Regions from separate parts of the Mus musculus genome. Here all the other regions are linked to region 1. Evidence: chromatin contacts called from public HiChIP or PLAC-seq and promoter capture Hi-C data. All regions are on one chromosome and are shown on one strand. The core of a region is the stretch at or near the end of the contact, and the rest is flanking DNA. Distances in the headings are between cores, read along the strand shown.

Region 1 (2,590 bases), core at 42-2,541:
CAGCGGAAGAGGTTCAGCTGGCCAAGATGAGGAAACAGGACCAACCCCCACGACCCCTGCCCTCTCCCGCTGGAATTTCTCCCATGGGTCCCCCCACTCACCCGTACAGTGTAGTTAAAGAACTCCGCAGACTGCAGAAAACGCCGGTACCCCTCTGTCTCTGCCGTAGCCACAGTGATCACCAGCAATTTGTCTGTCATAGCCAGAGAACTGGCACTTAAGACACGGCTTAGTGTCCCACGTGTTTATCCCTCTGTATCACCCCCGACACACACACACACACACACACCTCCATATTACTTCACTAAAGTTCTTTCAGCACATTTGATCTCCAGAAGAGTCGGGTGAGAGTAACATACACGAATGGGGGCTGGGGTGTTCCTGTCTGTCTGGGGAGCCTGGAACCCCAAGTTCTGCATGAGAGGCTAATGCACTGGGAAGGCTGGACACTCCCTTCCAGGCTGGCGGACGTGTCGACCCTGCCCACTGGCCGCCCGGGTTCTCACCTGGGTTGACAGCATTGGCGCCCCGGGGTCGATCGGAGGCAGAAGTTACGGGGGGCAGCGGCGGCAGCAGCAGCAGGAGCAGGAGCAAAAGCCGGGGTTCCGGGCCTGCCGCAGCCATGGCTAGCAGCACGCTTAGGCTACACCCAGGCCCGCACCGGCGCTGAGCTGAGCGCCTGGATTCCGACGCCCCGGGAAGATTCTGGGAAAAGGGGAAACCGAGCCCGCTGAGAGGAGGAGCTGTGCTCGGGACTCCGCCCTGGAAAAAAGGCGTAACCCGAGGCCACCGAAAACCCGAGATGCAGACGGCGAGACAAGGCAAGGATTGTCCCGCGGGCGCGGGCTGGAGGGTGGGGAGGAGCCGAGGGTCCGGTCCTGGGCACTGCCTGACTCACACCGGAGCAACCGAATCCCCCCGGGAGGGGAAGTGACCTTTTGAGGAGGGTCCAGGCGACGCGGGGGCGGGTCTTGACCACAAGTCTGACCCGGAGGAACACAGGACAGCAAGGCCTGGGGTGGCGCGCGGCGGGGGCGACGGGCCCGGAGGGGCCGGGAAGCCGGAGGCGGGATCGCGCGGACATCCTCGTGGGTCTGGGTTCAACAAAGCCACCGAACCTGCCTATCCTGTCCCGCAGCGCGGGGACACGCACCGGGGATGCAAAGGGCACAGGGACAAGAGCGCTCCCCTAAAGACCACCCACGCCAGTTTTTAAAAAGTGACCATTTGCAGGCGGCTCTCAGATTTTTTTTTTTGGGTAACCACAATGCGACCGGAATTAGGTTTGCCCCTATCAAAGATGGCGGAAAGCGAAAGCTTGCTGATCTCCAAGGGAACATCACGTAATGACTTCAAGCGGGAGGGGAAAGACTGCGCACGCGTATGTGTGCACGCCACCGGAAGGGGTGTGCTCAGAGCAAGGGTCGGTGGTTAGTACGCGTGCGCAGTAGGCTCTTCTGTCAACTGTGTTGCGCCAATGGTGGAGAAGAAACCCGCCGGTATGTGAGCCTTGAGTGGTTCGCCCTTTTGTGCTTCCCAAGTTCAAATTCAGCCTAACATCTCCCCGCCTAGCTTTTCACGTCAATTACCTTCGCTCAGTGTTGGGGCAGTCTCGGAACCATTAATTCGTGTTTTGTGACTGCTTGCTTCAGCAGACGTTGGGGATGGAGAGGATGTGTTGTCTCTCCAAAGCCCGGGTGCTATGAGCAGTGGTACTCACCTCGGCTTCTGGATTGTTTTGCTTTTGTTTTTTTTTTGTTTTTTGTTTTTTTCTTCGAGACAGGGTGCGTACCCTTGGCTGTCCTGGAACTAGCTCTGTAGATTAGGCTGGCTTGGAACTCACAGAGATCTGCCTGCCTCTGCCTCTACACTGCTGGGATTAAAGGCGTGCGCCACCATCGCCCCACTTTCCTCCAGCTTCTGGATGTTGGATGGAGGGAACAGAGAAACTTAGGAAATCAAAGGGCTTGGCTTTGGGTACTACACAAACACGTGCACACACACACACGAACATACACACTTCATTCCTTCCTTTCTCTCTTTTTTTAATGTAGCCTAGGCTGCCTATGTAAATTAGGCTGGACCTCAGCCTCTTGGTGTCCTGTAGTCCTGAAGTCTGTGGTTTGGGGGAGTTCTGGTTTGAGACTGGCATGTTATGGGAAACCCAGCACCAGGAATGGGCAGGTGAGATGGTGCATGCAGTAGGTAAAGTTGCTTGCTGCCAAGCCTGACTACTTGAGTTCAGTCCCCAGGATCCACATGATAGGAGAAAAGGCTTCCATACAGTGTCCTCTGATCTCTGCACGTGTACTGCAACACCTACATGTGCACAGAAACACTCAGAATAAATGCACTTTTTGAAGAAAGATAGAAATACAAGAAAAAGAGGTCAGAGATGAGCCCCTGCTGATAGGGTGTTGTCCAGCATGCCCAAAACTCTTGCTCCATCCCCAGCATCACATAAGCCTGGTGTGGCTGTGCACAGGAGGTCATCCCAGGCCAGCCTGGGCTTCCTGAGATCCTATTGAAGGTTGTGGGGGTGAGAAAGGGACAGGCCAAAGAGCGCTATCAATTAAAGAAAAAGGACAGG
Region 2 (2,590 bases), core at 53-2,552, 900 kb after region 1:
GATGAACACACACACACACACACACACACACACACACACACACACACCTCCCCAATTCTCAGTTCTCTGTAGCCAGGAAACCCACCGGGACCCGGAGCGCACTTTGAACCCTAGGCCTCTGCCCCGCCCTTTCTTCGGTTTTATGATCGTGGCTTCTCCCCGACACTAGGATTTCAAGCACTTGGGTCCAGAAAGGGAAACTGAATCTTTGCAAATGAGGACATAAGAAAGCCACGAGACACGTTCTAGGAGTCACGCAGTTGACCTCGGGAACTCACTAAAAACAGTGTGACAAAGGGGTGTCCGAAAGCTCCCCAAATCTGGCGATGGATTAGAGGAAGCTTTATGAAGGACGGTAATGCATTTTAGGAGCCCTAGATTCACGACCTTGCTTTGACACCACCAGCTAACATTTCCTGTCTGTCGGCATCGGTTTTCTAATCTGTAAAGTGGTCCGAGGAGAAATGCCTTGCAGGGAGCGATTAAAGGGAGAGGCCCGGCAAAGTCAAGGGAGACTCTAAATCCTGCCTCTATGCATCCCTCCTGTCCCCTTGACCTACACCCCCACCCCCACTTTTCACACCTGCATGCCTTGCCCAAATGAATAGCGAATAGCGAACAAGTCCGGCGGACAACTCTTGGGGTTGTTATGGACTCCCAAACTACAGAGAGAGGGGGGGACACTCCGCCCCTTTCAGCCACACCCTGGGCAGTTCTTGCGATGCCATCCCAGTGCCAGTTTCAGTCTTTTAAAACTCCTGCCCCCCTATGAGCCCTGGCTTCCTGCTGTTCCCAGGTGGAGAAGCCCCTCCCTTGTCTCTAGCCCTCCGCCTCTAGCTTGCCCCTCCACTCTGTCAGGTATTCACAGCAAATCTCGCTGTCCCCATTTTCGTAGCCAGTCCCCCTCCGTGGCTGTACACGCCACATCCTCTCCGCTGCTCTCCTTGTGGGGAAGCCCTAAGGACCCCCCGCAAAGGTCAAGTATATAAAAGGGGATCCCATCAAAGTTGGGGTGGCCACCACCCGTACCCACTACTCACATGTCCTTGGCGGGCAGATTTTTCCCTTCTACGATTCGGATGGACAGCGAACTGCGCTTGGCCATTGCGGGTCGGCGACGTGGAGGCCTGGCGGGGAGGGGTTCGGACTCATGGGTCCCCTCTCGGGGTAAGGAGGGGGAACAGTGCGAGTGGCGCTGCAGGCAGGCGGGTGCGGAGGCCAGAGAGGGGAGCGCTGGGGCTGAGGGATCTCCGCTACTCCATTCACCCCTCCCCGCCCCTCCTGCGGGGGCGGGGAGACACTGCATGGAAGGACCAATCAGCGTCCTGGATGCCCAGAATGGGCGCGGCCTATGCGGCTTGCGTCCCTCATTGGCCACCTGGAAGGGAGGGCGGGCGGGGCCTGCCCCGAAGTGTAGCTGCTGGCACCCGGAGATTCTTCCACCACCAGGATCCCTCCTGGTGCTCTCGATTCTCAGAGAGAGAGCCCAGGCTCACGGAGGGACCTGGGTGTGCAGCATAGCTGCAAATCCATTAATGGCCGCACGCTGGGAGTAACTTGTCTGTGACAGACCTGGAAAGATGTGAAGACTCAGGCAGTTGGGAAAGTTTGAGGACATCAAATCTGGAAAACAGGATTGTTTGGGGCGTGTTTGTATTGTGGTTTCGTGTGTGTTCAGGTGTGCAGGTAGAGGCCAGAGATCACCCTCCGATTTCATTCTTCAAGATCCGTCCACCATTTATTTATTTGTTTATTTATTTATTTTTGAGACAGGGTTTTTCTGTGTAGCCCTAGCTGTCCTAGAACTCTCTCTACAGACCAGGCTGGGCTCGAATACAAAGATTCACTTGTCTCTGCCTCCCAAGTGTTGGGATTAAAAGCCTGCACCACCACCTCCAGGCTCTGGCTACCTTTTTAAAATTTTTGTTTTTTATTGGCTGATTGATTAGGGTGTGGCTTACATGTTGTGGTCCCAAGTGGAAATCAGAGGACACCCGCAAGAATCTTTTCTTTACTTTCACCAAATGGGTCCCAGGGATCAAATTCAGATTATCAGACTTGGGCAGGAGTCTTTCTACTGACCCATCTCCTCTGCCCCACCTTGTAAGACACAAGGTCTCTCATTGGCTTGAAACCTCCCCAGTAGTCTAGACTGGCTGGCCAGTGAGACTCCAGGATCCACCTTTCTCCATCTTGCCCACTTCTGGAGTTCTTTACAAGAGTTCAACACCATGCCCAGCTATCCATTAGTCCTGGGAACGAGTGATTCTTCTGCTTGCAAAGCAGTTTAGCAAGTGAACCATACTTACCTAGCCCTAGATCTGCATTCCAGCCCGCCATCGCTGCCCATACTGGTGACCAAACCTAGGTCCTTGAGTGTCCTGGTCAAAAATTCTGCTACGAGTGACATCATTTTATTCTTCTTTACCCCAAAATAAGATTCCATTGGGGATACAGACATACATACAGATTTTTTTTTTTTTTTGACACAGGGTTTCTTTGAGTAACCCTGACTGTCCTGGAACTCTATAAACCAGGCTGACTTCAAACTCACAGAGATTCCCCTCGCCTCTGCCTCTCCAAGTGCTGG
Region 3 (2,590 bases), core at 65-2,564, 760 kb before region 1:
CCCCTGCCCCCTGGATCAGGGTTGGGGTCCCCATTGGGGAGGCGGGGCGGGGGCCCAGCGAGAGCCGGTGGGACAGGGGAATCCGAAGCCCCTGGGCTTCCTGGGCCCTCATAGTCCGTGGTGACGCTGGTGATCTGAAAACTACTTTTCTTCTTACCACCACTCATGGTCCCTGGGGCTCCGGACTGGGCTCGGGTGGGGGAGGGGCTGGGCTCCTGGAGAGGGGCTCAGGCACCTCTGGAACAAGGGGGCCACATGGCAGGGACATCGGGGCCCCTGGGGACGTCTGGGTCCGACATGGCAGGAGGGCCTTGTGGGAACTTGGGGGTGCCTGGTTAGTGACTGGAGTACAGAGGGGAGGTGGCAGGAGGGGGGGGCAGGGGCAGGTTTTTCCTGCTGCTGTCGCCGCTGAAACCCCAAAGCTGAGCTTGCAAACTGGAAAAAGAAAGAGACAGAAAGTGAGCGAGAGTGTGTGTACGTGAGCAAAAGAAAAAGCAGGGGCCAAACCACCTCCGGGGCTTCCTCTCGGGGGAGCCGACTGGAGGGAGGAAGAAGAAAGCCACTAGAGACCCAGAGACAAGTAGAAATGACAGACCGGAGCAGAGGGGACAGAATTCAGAACACCCACAACAGGAAGAAGCAGCTGGGACCCAAAGTTGGACATTTCATGCTTGAGATCCAAACTCGTCCCCAACACGTATCTCCATGGCCAGGGGCACAGGGGTGAATCGGCTCCTCCCCTGAAAGGGCCACCCTGAGGCCTCTGCCGGGCCTCAAGCCCACCCCACCCCCATTCCAGTTCCCCCATCGCTGGTTAGGCACTGCCCGCCAAGCCAAGCGCCCCGCCCAGCCCGGGAGAACTACCTACCTCTCGGGCCTCGGCCACCGAGCTGAGCTGGAGAGAAGACCTGGGGGACTAAGATCTCTCTCTCTCTCTCTCTCTCTTTTTTTTTTAAATCCTAAGGCGGCCTAGAGCAGGCCACGGCAGGCAGCAATCAAGGGCTACCCAGTGTTCTCTGGCGTCCGCATCTCACTCTGCGAGGCATCTCGGTGGAAAGTTTGCAGTTGAGACGAGAAGAAACCAGCGCTTCCACGGGGGAGCCCAGGCGCAGCCTCGGTTAACACTCCACGGGTCTTCCCTGTTGCTGTGGGAGGGGGCGGCTCAGCCCCCCGCTGGCTCCAGTCCCTTGAGTGGCTCTCTCTCAAGGCTCCTCCCACGTGGCCCCACTGGATGTATCTCTCAGCTCCTCAGCTCCGCTCCGTCTCGGTCTGGGTCTCTGGCTCTCTTTCTGGGCTGTTGACAACCCCCACACCAGGAAGTCCTGCCTTCTCGGGCCTGCTCACTGCTCCTCTCCTCCTCCTTCCCCTCTTCCTCCTCCCTCCTCCCTCCTCCCTCCTAAGGCTCCCTGCCAGCTGGCCCGGAGCCAGGCCTGCCACAGCCGCAGCCGCAGCCGCAGCCTACAGTTGCTGCTGTAGCTGCTGCTGTTGCTGCTGCAGCTTCTGCCGCTGCGGGTCCCAAACTGGTTGCTTTAACCCTACACCTGCCAGGTTCCAGGCAACTCTTCCTCGGAGGGAGGGGCATGAGGGCGGAGAAAAAGAGGAGGAGCCTGCGGGAGGCCAGGGATTCCCTTACTTGTAGGCTTTTGCAGGTTCTCCAAAAGAGTCTCAAGGAACGTGCCAGACATGTTCTGGGTACCTGACTGTCCATAAATACATAGTCAATGTGACCCACTGGCTGTGATTTGTCACAGCGTCTCTGGTTTTCACCGTAAATTCACGAGAAACTCCTTTCCCCACTCTGTTTTCAAAAGCGAGCGGCTATGAAAATTTTCAAACATGCCCTAAAGTAGAGGAACTAGGAGAATGAACGCCCATACACGCCATCATGGACTTGTAACAAGTATCAGCTGTACCCAAACGTGTTTTATTCCTCCAATATCTTTTCTCGGATTTTGCTGCAATATTTGAATTTTTTTTTTTTTTTTTTTTTTTTTTTTTTTTTTTTACTGTGAATGTATGTATGTGTAGATCTGGAGGTCAACTTGAAGGAGTCAGTTTTCTCTTCCACTATGTGGGTCCAAGGATGGAATAGTGCCAACCATCCGGTTTGGTGGTAAGGCCCTTTACCCACTGAGCCATCCTGTCTATCCTGCTCCTGCTCCAGTATATGAAATCAAATCTCTGATACGGTGTTTCCCTCTCTTAAAAAGGGAAAATTGGAGAAAGCAAACTATCCAAGAAGGCTGTTGGTGGTAGGGTAGACATGTGTGTGGCGTGTGTGTGCACATGAATGAGTAGTTGCACACACTTGTGTGTGTTTGTTAGCCACAGGACCACACTGGGTGTCCTACTCAGGGTCTCTCATTGAATGCATAGCTTGGTAGGCATCCAGCAAGCCCCAATAATTCTACATCTATTCTCCACAACACTGAGGTTATAGGCACACATGGTTATGCCTGGCTTCTCATGTGGCTACTGAAGATTTGAACTCAGGTCCTCATGCTTGAGTAGCAAGAACTTTTACCTGCTGAGCCACTCCTCAGCCCAGAACAGGCATTGCTACCTTCTCATCTTTGTCCCTCATATAAAC
Region 4 (2,590 bases), core at 64-2,563, 660 kb before region 1:
AGAAACCCTGCCTAAAAAAATAATGGCCACTACTATCTTTAAATGCCTGGGGTACACAGTGCGGCAGCAGAGAGAGTCCCTGCTTCAAAAAGGTGGAAGGCTAGCCGGGCATGGTGGTGCACGCCTTTGATCCCAGCACTTGGGGGGCAGAGGCAGGCGGATTTCTGAGTTCGAGGCCAGCCTGGTCTACAAAGTGAGTTCCAGGACAGCCAGGGCGATACAGAGAAACCCTGTCTCGAAAAAACAAAAACAAACAAACAAAAAAAGGTAGAAGGTGAGGACCCACTTCCAAAAGCTGACCTCTGACCACATGCAGGGGACAGCCTGTACAACACACGTACTATTTTCCAAGCTGGGTGTGGTAGCATGCACTGTAACCTCAGGCAGGGGAAGTGGAGTCAGACATATGATAGGCCTGAGGCCTTCCAGGCCTGCAAATCGAACCTACTAGACAAGTTCTAGTGAGCCTGTCTCAAAAACAAGAGGGATCGCTCTTGAGGAATACGAGAGGTTGTCTTCCAGCCTCCAATAAGCATGTGCATTTGTGGCCTATGATCTCCAGCCCCACCCAAACCTCTCAGGATACACGGGCTCACCAGGACGTCTGCCACAGGATCCCAGCTCCTGTGACCACAGCCACCATCAGGTTCAAGTTGGCATTTGGCTGGTGGTCAGGGGCACTTTGAGGAAGGTGTCTCTGAGAGACTAAGTCCTCTTTCACACATCCTTCAGTGGACATTTGCATGCGTGGGAATCTGGAGAGGGTGGGGGTGCGGTTGGTTACCAGAGACCAATCTAGTTTGGTTTTCCTATCCTGGGGTATCCATCAACCCAAACTCAGATAGCTCAGAAGCAAAGACACAAAGATCATCTCTGGGTAGGAAAGGAAAGAACACTGAGGACCTATACAACTAGAGGCTCAGTTCGGAGGCTCCTCCCTGGAGAACTGCCGCTATCAGGATGGCCCGCTAGGCCAGGCCACTCTTCTAATTACTAGTGCCATCACTGCTAACCACAGCCGCTTCTTCTGCACCCTGGCTTTCTGGCTTTCGAGATTGCCCCGGGCTGCCTCTGGCGGTACTCCTCCACCCCCACATCCAGTCAGCTGATTGGTAGAGATGCCCCCCCTCACTCCCCGCCCCTGTGAAAGTTTGGTCCCAGCGGTGCAGGGCTCCTACTCTAGCCTATGAATCCTAAACTCAAATTCCTGCACTCGGGCGTGGGAGGGTTAACTTGAAGGGGTGGAGATTCCAACAAGGAGGCTGACCCAGCTAGGTCAGCCTCCCTTAGACCTAGGAGTCCTGGTGTCACTGGCCACTGGGACACACGCACTCCTGTGTACAGGCTCCTTGTTCACTCCAAGTCAGGAGAGGGCGTGGAGAGATGCAGGGCAGCTAGGCCGGCTGCAGTTTCCCAGGGCTACTTGTTCCAAGCGGGTGGTAGCTCAGGGGGCCAGACCCATTCAAATCAGTCCTTCTGGGGACAGTTTACTGTCTTTGGCTGGAAATGAAGCCTGCAGGTACGGGCCCCACAGTCTCCTCCGGGGGCGAGTGCACCGACGTGTCCCTCGGCTCACCGTTTCCTTGGCCCTGCCTGCCCGACGTGCGGCTCTGTGGCCATCTGAGGAAGCAGAAGTCCCAGCGCCGCCGCTTTTTCGTGCTGCGCGCTGACCCACCACGCCTGGAGTGCTACGAGAGCGAGAAGAAGTTCTTGGCCAGCGGCTGCCGCCCACCTAGACCCCGGCGTACCGTTAGCCTGGAGGGTGCCTGCACTATTAGCAAGCGCGCGGATGCCCGTCAGCGCCACCTGATCGTCATCTATACCAGCGACAGCAGCCTGGGCGTGGCGGCGGCCAGCGAAGCAGAGCAGCAAGCATGGTACAGCGCCCTGCTCGAGGTGCGCGCCACCGCCGCAGCCGCTGCTGCTACTGCTATGGGTGAGCCTTGGGTGAGCGACGGGGAGGTCAGGGGGTTGCCGACTTAGTTTATCTTGAACCCATTTCCCTCAGATCAACTGAGGTTTAAATCTTTTTTATTTTCGAGACAGGGTTTCTCTGTGTAGCCCTGGCTGTCCTGGAACTCACTCTGTAGACCAGGCTGGCCTCGAACTCAGAAATTCGCCTCCCAAGTGCTGGAATTAAAGGTGTGCGCCACCACGCCCGGCCTGAGGTTCAAATCTTAAGCTAAAAAAAAAAAAAAAAAAAAGACGTATAAAACGTCTTGGTCACCTGGGACCCGGTGACCCCAACCCCTGCCTCCCGGTGACTTGCCAATTCTCTCCAGGTTTCAGTCCCCAAGAGGCCCCTGAGTCTTGGATCTTCGCCCCATTCCAGGACGTCTGGCCTGTGACACTGCGGTCCAAGGGGCTGGGGAGAGCACAAGGCCTGAGCAGCGGCAGCTATCGCCTGTGCCTGGGTTCTGGGGCCCTGAGCCTCCTGCGAAAGCCTGGAAGCAAAGGTTCCAGAGACAGCCGGGCAACGCCACCACCAGTCCTGCGCTTGTCCTTGCTCAGTGTGCGCCGCTGTGGCCACGCAGACTCTTTTTTCTTCCTGGAACTCGGGCGCTCAGCGCCCATTGGTCCTGGTGAGCTC

The links. Promoter capture Hi-C pulls out the DNA fragments that hold promoters and counts their contacts. HiChIP or PLAC-seq counts read pairs in DNA pulled down with a chosen protein or histone mark.
Region 2: a contact with region 1 is called in a promoter capture Hi-C map of pre-B cells. The contact joins the promoter of Rasa4 here to the promoter of Plod3 in region 1. A contact is called at or near these places in 5 of 39 promoter capture datasets (hippocampal neurons, liver, neutrophils and 1 more) and 1 of 115 datasets of contacts at active chromatin or transcription factors (large pre-B cells).
Region 3: a contact with region 1 is called in a FOXA1 HiChIP or PLAC-seq map of pancreatic cancer cells. The contact joins the promoter of Tsc22d4 here to the promoter of Plod3 in region 1. A contact is called at or near these places in 4 of 39 promoter capture datasets (cranial neural crest, liver and second pharyngeal arch cranial neural crest) and 3 of 115 datasets of contacts at active chromatin or transcription factors (pancreatic cancer cells, pro-B cells and stem cell-derived neural progenitor cells).
Region 4: a contact with region 1 is called in a promoter capture Hi-C map of the C10 cell line. The contact joins the promoter of Irs3 here to the promoter of Plod3 in region 1. A contact is called at or near these places in 8 of 39 promoter capture datasets (the C10 cell line, cranial neural crest, embryonic stem cells and 4 more), 1 of 484 Hi-C or Micro-C datasets (embryonic stem cells), 2 of 115 datasets of contacts at active chromatin or transcription factors (bone marrow-derived macrophages and pancreatic cancer cells) and 1 of 9 other capture datasets (adipose tissue).

The regions. Positions count from the first base shown.
Region 1 is chr5:136,985,720-136,988,309 of GRCm38.p6, reverse strand. It overlaps Plod3 (procollagen-lysine, 2-oxoglutarate 5-dioxygenase 3), which reads right to left and starts at 1,291. Exons shown (of 19, transcript NM_011962.3): 1 at 507-1,291; 2 at 102-193. The coding sequence starts at 624. It overlaps Znhit1 (zinc finger, HIT domain containing 1), which reads left to right and starts at 1,406. Exons shown (of 5, transcript NM_001310747.1): 1 at 1,406-1,499. The coding sequence starts at 1,478.
Region 2 is chr5:136,082,628-136,085,217 of GRCm38.p6, reverse strand. Rasa4 (RAS p21 protein activator 4) reads right to left here and starts at 1,302. Exons shown (of 21, transcript NM_133914.3): 1 at 1,041-1,302. The coding sequence starts at 1,105.
Region 3 is chr5:137,744,693-137,747,282 of GRCm38.p6, reverse strand. Tsc22d4 (TSC22 domain family, member 4) reads right to left here and starts at 1,314. Exons shown (of 5, transcript NM_023910.6): 1 at 869-1,314; 2 at 1-435. The coding sequence starts at 167.
Region 4 is chr5:137,644,437-137,647,026 of GRCm38.p6, reverse strand. Irs3 (insulin receptor substrate 3) reads left to right here and starts at 1,313. Exons shown (of 2, transcript NM_010571.3): 1 at 1,313-1,936; 2 at 2,283-2,590. The coding sequence starts at 1,507.